Regions from separate parts of the Mus musculus genome. Here all the other regions are linked to region 1. A link is a contact called in public HiChIP or PLAC-seq data. All regions are on one chromosome and are shown on one strand. Each heading gives the region's core, a stretch centred on a gene start, on an enhancer-like site or on the middle of the called end of the contact. The rest is flanking DNA. Distances are from core to core; before and after follow the strand shown. Region 1 overlaps Gm36660 (a long non-coding RNA gene). Region 2 overlaps Rad51b (RAD51 paralog B). Region 3 overlaps Rad51b (RAD51 paralog B).

Evidence for each region. HiChIP or PLAC-seq counts read pairs in DNA pulled down with a chosen protein or histone mark.
Region 2: an H3K27ac HiChIP or PLAC-seq map of regulatory T cells shows a contact between it and region 1, with 5 times the contacts expected there. The contact joins two enhancer-like sites. A contact is called at or near these places in 1 of 484 Hi-C or Micro-C datasets (bone marrow-derived macrophages) and 3 of 115 datasets of contacts at active chromatin or transcription factors (astrocytes, differentiating embryonic stem cells and regulatory T cells).
Region 3: a contact with region 1 is called in an H3K27ac HiChIP or PLAC-seq map of microglia, with 6 times the contacts expected there. The contact joins two enhancer-like sites. A contact is called at or near these places in 2 of 484 Hi-C or Micro-C datasets (the MNK3 cell line and bone marrow-derived dendritic cells) and 3 of 115 datasets of contacts at active chromatin or transcription factors (astrocytes, large pre-B cells and microglia).

Annotation. Positions count from the first base shown.
Region 1 is chr12:80,059,771-80,062,379 of GRCm38.p6, reverse strand. The region is part of intron 3 of Gm36660 (a long non-coding RNA gene); the gene reads left to right. Among named protein-coding and RNA genes, the nearest start is that of Gm36660, 25 kb to the left of the region's middle. RefSeq lists an enhancer at 1-2,415. Within about 2 kb of position 1,314, at least 200 of the 459 cell types and tissues checked have an H3K27ac peak or open chromatin away from gene starts, as enhancers often do. A contact at or near this core is called in microglia and regulatory T cells, where this site is marked.
Region 2 is chr12:79,549,211-79,551,819 of GRCm38.p6, reverse strand. All of the region lies in intron 7 of Rad51b (RAD51 paralog B), which reads right to left. Among named protein-coding and RNA genes, the nearest start is that of Gm36048, 250 kb to the left of the region's middle. Within about 2 kb of position 1,314, at least 26 of the 459 cell types and tissues checked have an H3K27ac peak or open chromatin away from gene starts, as enhancers often do. A contact at or near this core is called in regulatory T cells, where this site is marked.
Region 3 is chr12:79,758,149-79,760,757 of GRCm38.p6, reverse strand. The region is part of intron 8 of Rad51b (RAD51 paralog B); the gene reads right to left. Among named protein-coding and RNA genes, the nearest start is that of Gm36048, 39 kb to the left of the region's middle. Within about 2 kb of position 1,302, at least 29 of the 459 cell types and tissues checked have an H3K27ac peak or open chromatin away from gene starts, as enhancers often do. A contact at or near this core is called in microglia, where this site is marked.

The DNA.
Region 1 (2,609 bases), core at 65-2,564:
GGGGCAGCCTGTTTACTATAGATGTTTGAGTTTAACTCTCAAGGGACGCTTTTGTAGGTTCTGGCCTGGGAAATATAGGATACCCGGAGTGTGGTGAATGCTCTCAATGGCGGCTTAGTTCTGAGGCACCAAAAAGGTCCGTAACAGGAATGTGTGTGTGTGTGTGTGTGTGTGTGTGTGTGTGTGTGTGTGTGTGTGCACGTGCACAGGCCTCTTGTGGACCTCAGGAGCAGCATAGAGGAATCTCACCTTCAGAGGTAACTAAGCAGGCCCCTGTTGCAGTCGGAGCCCCTGAAGGTGCTGAGGGAAACTCAAGCGCATCAAGAGCTATTTGTGAGGCTGAGATTAGAACAGCAGGCGCCTGTCTCCTGGCCTGATCTCACTCGACCAGACAAAGCTATTTTTAATATCAGGCAGAAGAGTTGTTGAAATGTGGACAAAGAGCAGAACCTGGCTAACTTTGTCTCAAGCACCAGGCTTTGTGAGAGGGGCTTAAAAGCTGTCCACATGGTGGACACAAGCATGGAGGCTCAGTGAAAAGAAAAGATAAGGCCAGGAGACTTGGTCCCAGGACTTTGGGATGTGAGGTCCCAGCACGTCCATAGAAGTGAGAGGGAGGTACTGGGACTCTTGGTGTGATCCTCTCTGGGACCCTAACCTGTGGGGCTTTGACCTGGCACTGACAGACAAACCTTCTATAATGTCTCTGAAAGTGTAGTGTGACATCTTCCAAAGGAGACTGAGGGTGCATAATAAAGAGCATGCATGAGTGGTGTAAGTCAGCACACTATTTAGGAGTTTTAAAAATATGTACACATGCGTGCGCACGCGCGCACACACACACACACACACACACACACACACACACACACACACCAGGGGCTGGGGATGTAGCTCAGTAGGTGGAGTGCTTACCTAGCATGCAGGAAACCATGGGTTTGTTCTCTACCACCACACACACTGGGCTTGAATGGCACAAGCCTGTAATCCCAGTATTGTGGTGGTAGGAACATCACAGTTGGGCTATCCTTGACTCAGGGCCAGCCTGGGCTATATGAGAACTTGTCTTAAAAAGAAAATAAAAATCAAAGCCAAAAATCAACCTTCCTATTTTAGACAGACAGGTCTTAGAGACAATATATGGGACTCATGGCTGTTTCTGGAAGCTTCTGCTTCTATCAGAGGCCCTGAAAGTGGAGGTTGGGTGTGGGAGGTCACTGTGTTTTTCCTGAGAGGTGGCTGGGGCCATCACTCTGAAGTACTTCCTGTCACTCACCAGGTCAGGGTGGGTACCATCTGAAAGACACAATTTGAGGAAACCTAGAGGGTGGATTCTAAGATGAGGAAACACCTGGGTGGCAGGGTCCTGATAAGGAAGCAGTCCTGAGAGGCCACCGCAGCTGCTGTGTGTGTGTGTGTGTGTGTGTGTGTGTGTGTGTGTGTGAGTGAGATCTATGGCCAATCAGAAGTCAGCCTGCTTTAATGAGTGTCATTAAATAATAATAATCACAGGCACATCAAGGGCTCACATATCACCTAGTTAATGTACTAGTCTGTTTAGAAAACACAGAGAATGACATCCCAGGGGAAAGAAAATAACAGGAGGAGAAAGGTCATCTTGGCTCTTTCAAGTGCATAGGCCTCACGTCCCTTTTGTGTGCAGATGAGAAGTCTGGGTGGGTTAACTATCTTGAGCAAGATCGCACAGCTAAAGGTGGAGGAGAACTGGGCTTGGAATCCTTTCTGATTATCTTAGATCTGTACAACAGCCTATTGTCAATCACAGAGGGCTTTCAGATACGAAATCGCCCTTGCTCTTCCAAACTGCTTATTAAGGCGATGTATTATCCCATCCGCAGCCACAGCAGCTGAAGGTCACGGAGTGCAGATCACAAGACCCGTGTGTGGTAAAGCCCTGTCTGCTCTGGGGTTTGCTTCCTGCTTTCTGATTCTAGGTTCAGAGGCCCAAGAAGAATGGATTGTCCCCCAACTACTCATTTGTGTGTTTCAGGGCATTCAGCTAGCATTTGCTACGAACCTACCTCGAGCAAAGCATGGGGTTAGGCAAAACAGAGCCCACTCTCTGGCAATCAGGAGACATTTTCTGAATTCAGTGTGTTGACTCGTTAGGCTCACTCCCAGAAACTGTTATAATTTTAACCACGGGATAACCACATTAAGGAAAGTTCATCAGAAATGTTCCCCAGGTCACTTTTTACTCTTTAAAATTCACAGAGCAACTCAACAAACTTTGGCTGAACTCTTGATCTCCAAGAGGGACATTTTTCACACCTGGAGGCCAAGACTTCCTCTGGCTGTCCATATTTGCACACCAACCCCCAGGGCAGACTTGCAAGCCCGTCTCCCCCACTCCTCACAGTCCCTATTGTGAGGGCCCTCCCATGGACCAACATCCTCCCATATCTGATTTCATGACCCAGCTACTTCCTGAGCAGGAGTGAAACATTTATCTGATTCCTAAACTCATGCGGGCCAAAGTTAGTGAGTGTGTGTGCCGGTCAGTCCCTGCTCACCTATCTGCACAGGACCATGTATTAAAAGATGTTTTTTTTTTTTTCCCCACATGGAACTACCATAGGGAAAAGACC
Region 2 (2,609 bases), core at 65-2,564, 510 kb after region 1:
GAAAGGGAGTGATAGAAGGAGGAAGAAAGGAAGAGGAAGAGGAAGGAAGGAGAGGGGGGACAAAAAGAGGGAATGAGAGGAGAGAGAGAAAGCAAAGCTGGCATGGCATCCGTGCTTCTACTTCATCTTCAAAATAAACCTGTGTAGTTAATACCTTCCTATATATATTTTAAAAGAGGTAGCTGAGGTTGATAAATTAAATGATTAAAGTTACTCATCTGAAAACTAGTAGGGCTGCATTAAATCCTAATCTAGCCAGCTCAGAGATAATATCTGTGATAGCCCTGCCATCTGGATATTTGCACACACCCCAGGAAAGCTATGACATTTTCCTGACCTCAACACACTTCCTGACTGTTCCCAGTGCTTCCTGCCCTGTCTTACCTCTGTAAATGTAGTCACTAAGTCCATGGCTGAGAAAGAAAGCTTGCTTGCTCCAGAAGATGAGCTCTTCCAGTGCATGTGGGGAAGCTGCCTGAGGACTGTTTCTGTAGAACAGGTCCCTTTCGCCTTTCAGCACAGAGTGAGAAGATTAAAGATGTCTTTGTCTATCTTTTACTACACACACACACACACACACACACTAGCATGTGTGATTTAGCCACCTTCATTTTGGGTCACCTAGCTTCAAAGCAGTCTACCTGTTATTATTTAAAAAAAAAGAAAAAAAAAAGAAAGAAAGAAACTAATATATGTTCAGAGGACATACTTTAAAAAAAAAATCAGATTGGATAGACCATTAAAACATTTACAGGACTTTCATATCCTCCATTCAAGCAAATCTAGTGACCCTTAACTCTGCAAACATATTTGCCTATCATATGTTAAACCACTCACTATAGTTTGACATAAAGTTGGTGTAAACTAGTAGGCAACAAACTGAAAGAAGGGCATACAGCAGACAAAGTTGTAAAAGTCAGTTGCCTATGCACCCCATCACTGTCGAGTTAGCTTTGGGCATATTCTCTCTTTAAAGAACCTGTAAATTGAATCCATGAGATGGCCAGTACAGTGGTTGTACAGAAGGCCACGGTCCCCTGGGATTACAGGGACCACACATCAGATGTGTGGCTTCTCATTACCTTTTCACCTCAGCCACCATATTATCATGGCAAAGTACTTCATGGTGCTCTAGGGCTTGGCAATCTATAATGCACACATAATTATATTCCTTTGGATGGGATAGGGTCTAAGAGAAAAAAAAATACAGGTACTGCTTAAAAGTCAATTGCACTTAGTAGCCATATAAGACTGAAGAACAGGATGCCCAACTTCTACTCAGTTTTTCCAGTGACTCACTATGTAATTCTGAGGACCCAGCCCTTTGATCTTTAGTTCTTAGCCTATAACCAAAGCATTTTAAATTGCGCACCCACTCCTTTTGTAGGTACCCCTCCAGCTTCTCTTGCCCTCAAATGAAAGCGTCTATAGACATGGAAAATTGTTGCTGGATGATTTCCTATAACCCCCTTTCTAGTATTTCAACCGCTCTCCTCTTACATCCCAGGGACACTGGGGCGAGATCACTACCGCGCACAGCACAATTGAAGCCACAGGCTTAAGATTTCACTGTTGAAGGGGCAGGCTAAGAAGGAACAAGTCCGGCTTTAACACCATGAATATCTCCAATTACCAAATGTGGGCTGAAAGAATACAAAACACTAGGAGAGATAGAAAGGTCCTTGGTATTCTTCAAAGCCTCCCTGTAGGGTTGGGAGTTCTTCTTTGAGCTTCCAAACAGAGTCTGGGCAGCCTGCACACCTGGAGTGCATTAGTGGGCCTTGGACTCAAGGTGAAGCCGGGTACATTTCACCTAGATGATTCCCACAATCCATTCTCATAAAAAGCTCACAGTAATTTCTCAGCTTAGGAACATGGTATGCTATTCATAGAGTGTTGAACCCAGGGATTACCTCCCCGAATCCTGGAGAAATCCCACTGTTCGTCTGTATAAACACACTTTCATGTTGATTATCTTGGCTCAAGGAGTTGTTCATTTTGCTTGCTGTGGCACAGGGTCAAGACTGAGACCCACCCTCAAATCCAGTCGTTCTCATGGCTCTCTGGAGAGGCCCTGGCTCTTCTCTTTCAGCAGCAGTGTGCTCACCCAAGTGCAAAACAATGGCGTCTTGCTGTCTGTTCCCCTTTCTTCACTCACCCTGTTGAGGGGCATTAGTGTTTCTTACCCTCCTATTTCCCCCTACATGCCGCAGCTTGTATGGAGAAGCATCACTGTGGTCACCAGCAAGCTCCTACATTCCATGGTGGCCAGCACAGCTGCCTAGCCTAGGACAAATAGGCTCCCATATTCTTCATCTGTGCCCTGTGATAAAGTTTAACTCCGTGGAAGCCTCACCAACCTCCATGATGGGTATCACTAGGCACTTGCTCACAAACCTGGGCCTCTAAAGGGCTACTTAGAGACGAAATAGACTGTAGGGGTCACGGAGCCACCCTTTCTGGTTGTGCACTCCAGCTCTGCAGTTCACTGCCTGTGATGCCTTGCAAATAGTAAATAGTGTATGTGACTGTGTTGGTAGGCTTTGGTTAACTTGGCATAAACATCTGAGAAGAGGAACCTCAACTGAGAAAGCGCCTCTGTAAAACTG
Region 3 (2,609 bases), core at 53-2,552, 300 kb after region 1:
GACTTTCCCCAATCCTCAGTAGCTTCACCCATGGTCAGAAGGAGTTGTTCAAAGTGACTTCAAATGTCCTTGGGTATACTTACAAACAAAAACAAAGACAAAACAAAACAAAACCCAAAACCAATAAACAATAAACAAACAAAAAAAAATCCAGAGTCTATGATATTTTGACAGCAAAAAAATTGGCTTCTTATTTGGGACCTTGTCTTTTCTAGGAAGCCTGAGTGCACAGTGCTTCCATACTGCCTTTAACTGCCAGGCCCTGCTCAGCAACCATGTATACATACCTAAAGACAGTGCAAGTGTGCGGCCCCTTTGCCGACAACAGGTTTCTCCCCAGACCAGGCCTTTTTCTTTGTCTGTTCTACCTACTACAACCCACGAGGACCAACTTCTAGCAAACACAATTCCCAATCAACAAAGCTTTTAAACTCCAGAGTCTGAGTGGTTGACTGGGACCAGATGGGGATCACCATCCATTTGATTCCAATTCTCCTGTACCAGACCAGGCCAGGGAGCCACTGACCTGTGGCAGACATTTTCCATGGGCTCACCCATTTGATCTAGGGAAATGCGCGGAGAATCTGGGTTACCCCAGTAGAAAGATGAAGTAGGGGAAACATTCAGATCCCCCCCCCCCCCAGCTTTCCACATAGTCAACACTGCCTAGCTGGGTCTCAAGAATCTTCACTGTGTCTGATGTAGAAAGACAGCCGCAGTTGAAGATGAACGGGACACTGCCCGGAACAGGAGTTTTAAAAAACGAAGATTCAAGGTGACCTTCGAGTTCCATGGAGCCACAGGGCCAACATATCAAACAGAGAGATTGGGAAGGCTCAAACATCTATTCTCCAACACAATTTCCTTGGGGGGCTTGCAGTTCGCTAACTGAACCTGTGAACCAGCTGTATTTAGTGTGCTCTCTGCTTCCTTGGGTCTCTAGAACTGACAATCGTCTGTAGGTCAAGTTCCAACGGAAGTGACATTTCTGACCTAGCTCTATAAATAGAGTACTGGAAAAACACCATCAGCTGTACAGACTGGCCCAGGAACCACACGCTAACTATTAAGCAACCATACTGGACTGCCATTTTAGATGAGAAAGAAATAGCTTATGTTATTTATAACCTTCTGAGTTACAAGATTCTCAAAATACTTGGAAGCTATTAGTCTTTCAGATTTACAAGGAAAGGATCTGAGGCATAAAGCCATGTAACAACTGTCTCACCCAATACCATCTGCTCACAGCCCAGTGACCTGCTAGCGGACCAGGCCACTTTGCTTAGGTCATGGAGAAATTGTCGTCTCTGGGCTCTCTCAGCTAGAAGAGAAGGGGGATGGATTGCTGTCCAGTGTTTGCTCATATCACATGCTCAGCCCGACTCAAGCCCCAGTAACACTCATTCCTGGGGAGACTGAGCAAAGGGAAGCAGAAGCCATCTGCTATGGTAGAGTAATCAGCACCTTTGGAATGCAAGATTTAGAGGTGGATTAACCTCCCCTAGCAGCAGGTGGAGCAGAGGCGGGGTGAGCTCACCACTAGGATAAAGCCTGGTATGCACCAGCACAAATCATTCAAACAGCCCCGCTGATTTTTGTATGGGGAGAGAATACTTAGACTTTCCCAGAGTCTTGGAATGGTCGTGTAAGTTATTATCCAGTCGGGATACTTGTGAGATAGAGATGGGCTCATTTGAGTCATAAGGGGACAGCAGCGATGACTTGGGACTGTCCTGGGTGAATGCAGGTGTCATCTAAGAGGGTTACCATGGAGAAACTGTCTGGAATCAGGGTGAGGAGGCTCCCTCTTAGAAAAGGTCAATCTGAACACTGTCCCATTTGGCAACCAAACTATCCCAACTATGTAGGGCTTCTTCTGGGCTGTGCTTGCAGTGACATGCGTCAATATCTTTAAATATAGCTAAGGAAAAAAAAATAGCAGGAATAGTCCCAGTGTCTGAGTAGAAAGAAGCAATCTCCTCTCATGGGTTCAGCTGGCAACACCACCCAGGAGATCACTGGAGCCCCTGAGCCAGGAGTACTGCTTTCTCCCTGGTACTTTCTATTGGAGGGGGACAGTCCTGAAGGATGACCTGAAACTAAGTCTCTCAACCTGTGAGAAGAAGTTGTGTGTGCAGGTGTGCATATCCATGCAGTGTGTGGGTGAGCCAGAGGGTGACATTAGGTGTCCTGCTTTTCCACAGAGGCTGGAATTTTACATTGAATCTGGAGTTAAGCTGTGAGCCCTAGGGACCCACTGTAGTGCCATGTTACAGGCAGGTGTGGCCATGCCTGGGTTTTTATGTGGATGGTGGAGATCTGAATTCAGGCCCTCATGCCTGCACAGCAAGTGTTCTTATCTGCTGAACCATCTTTCCAGCCCTGAGGAGAATCTCTAATTAATAATGAATTCCCTTATTAGAGTGAATTCATGCACACGAATGGGAATGGAAATACACACACACACACACACACACACATACTAGCAAAAAAAAAAAAAAAAAAAAAAAGCAAAAACTGAACTATTTAAAGAAACCTGAAGCACATTAAAAAAAAAAATCCATGCTCATTTAAAATAAGCCAGGATGTTTACATGAGATGTCCCTTGT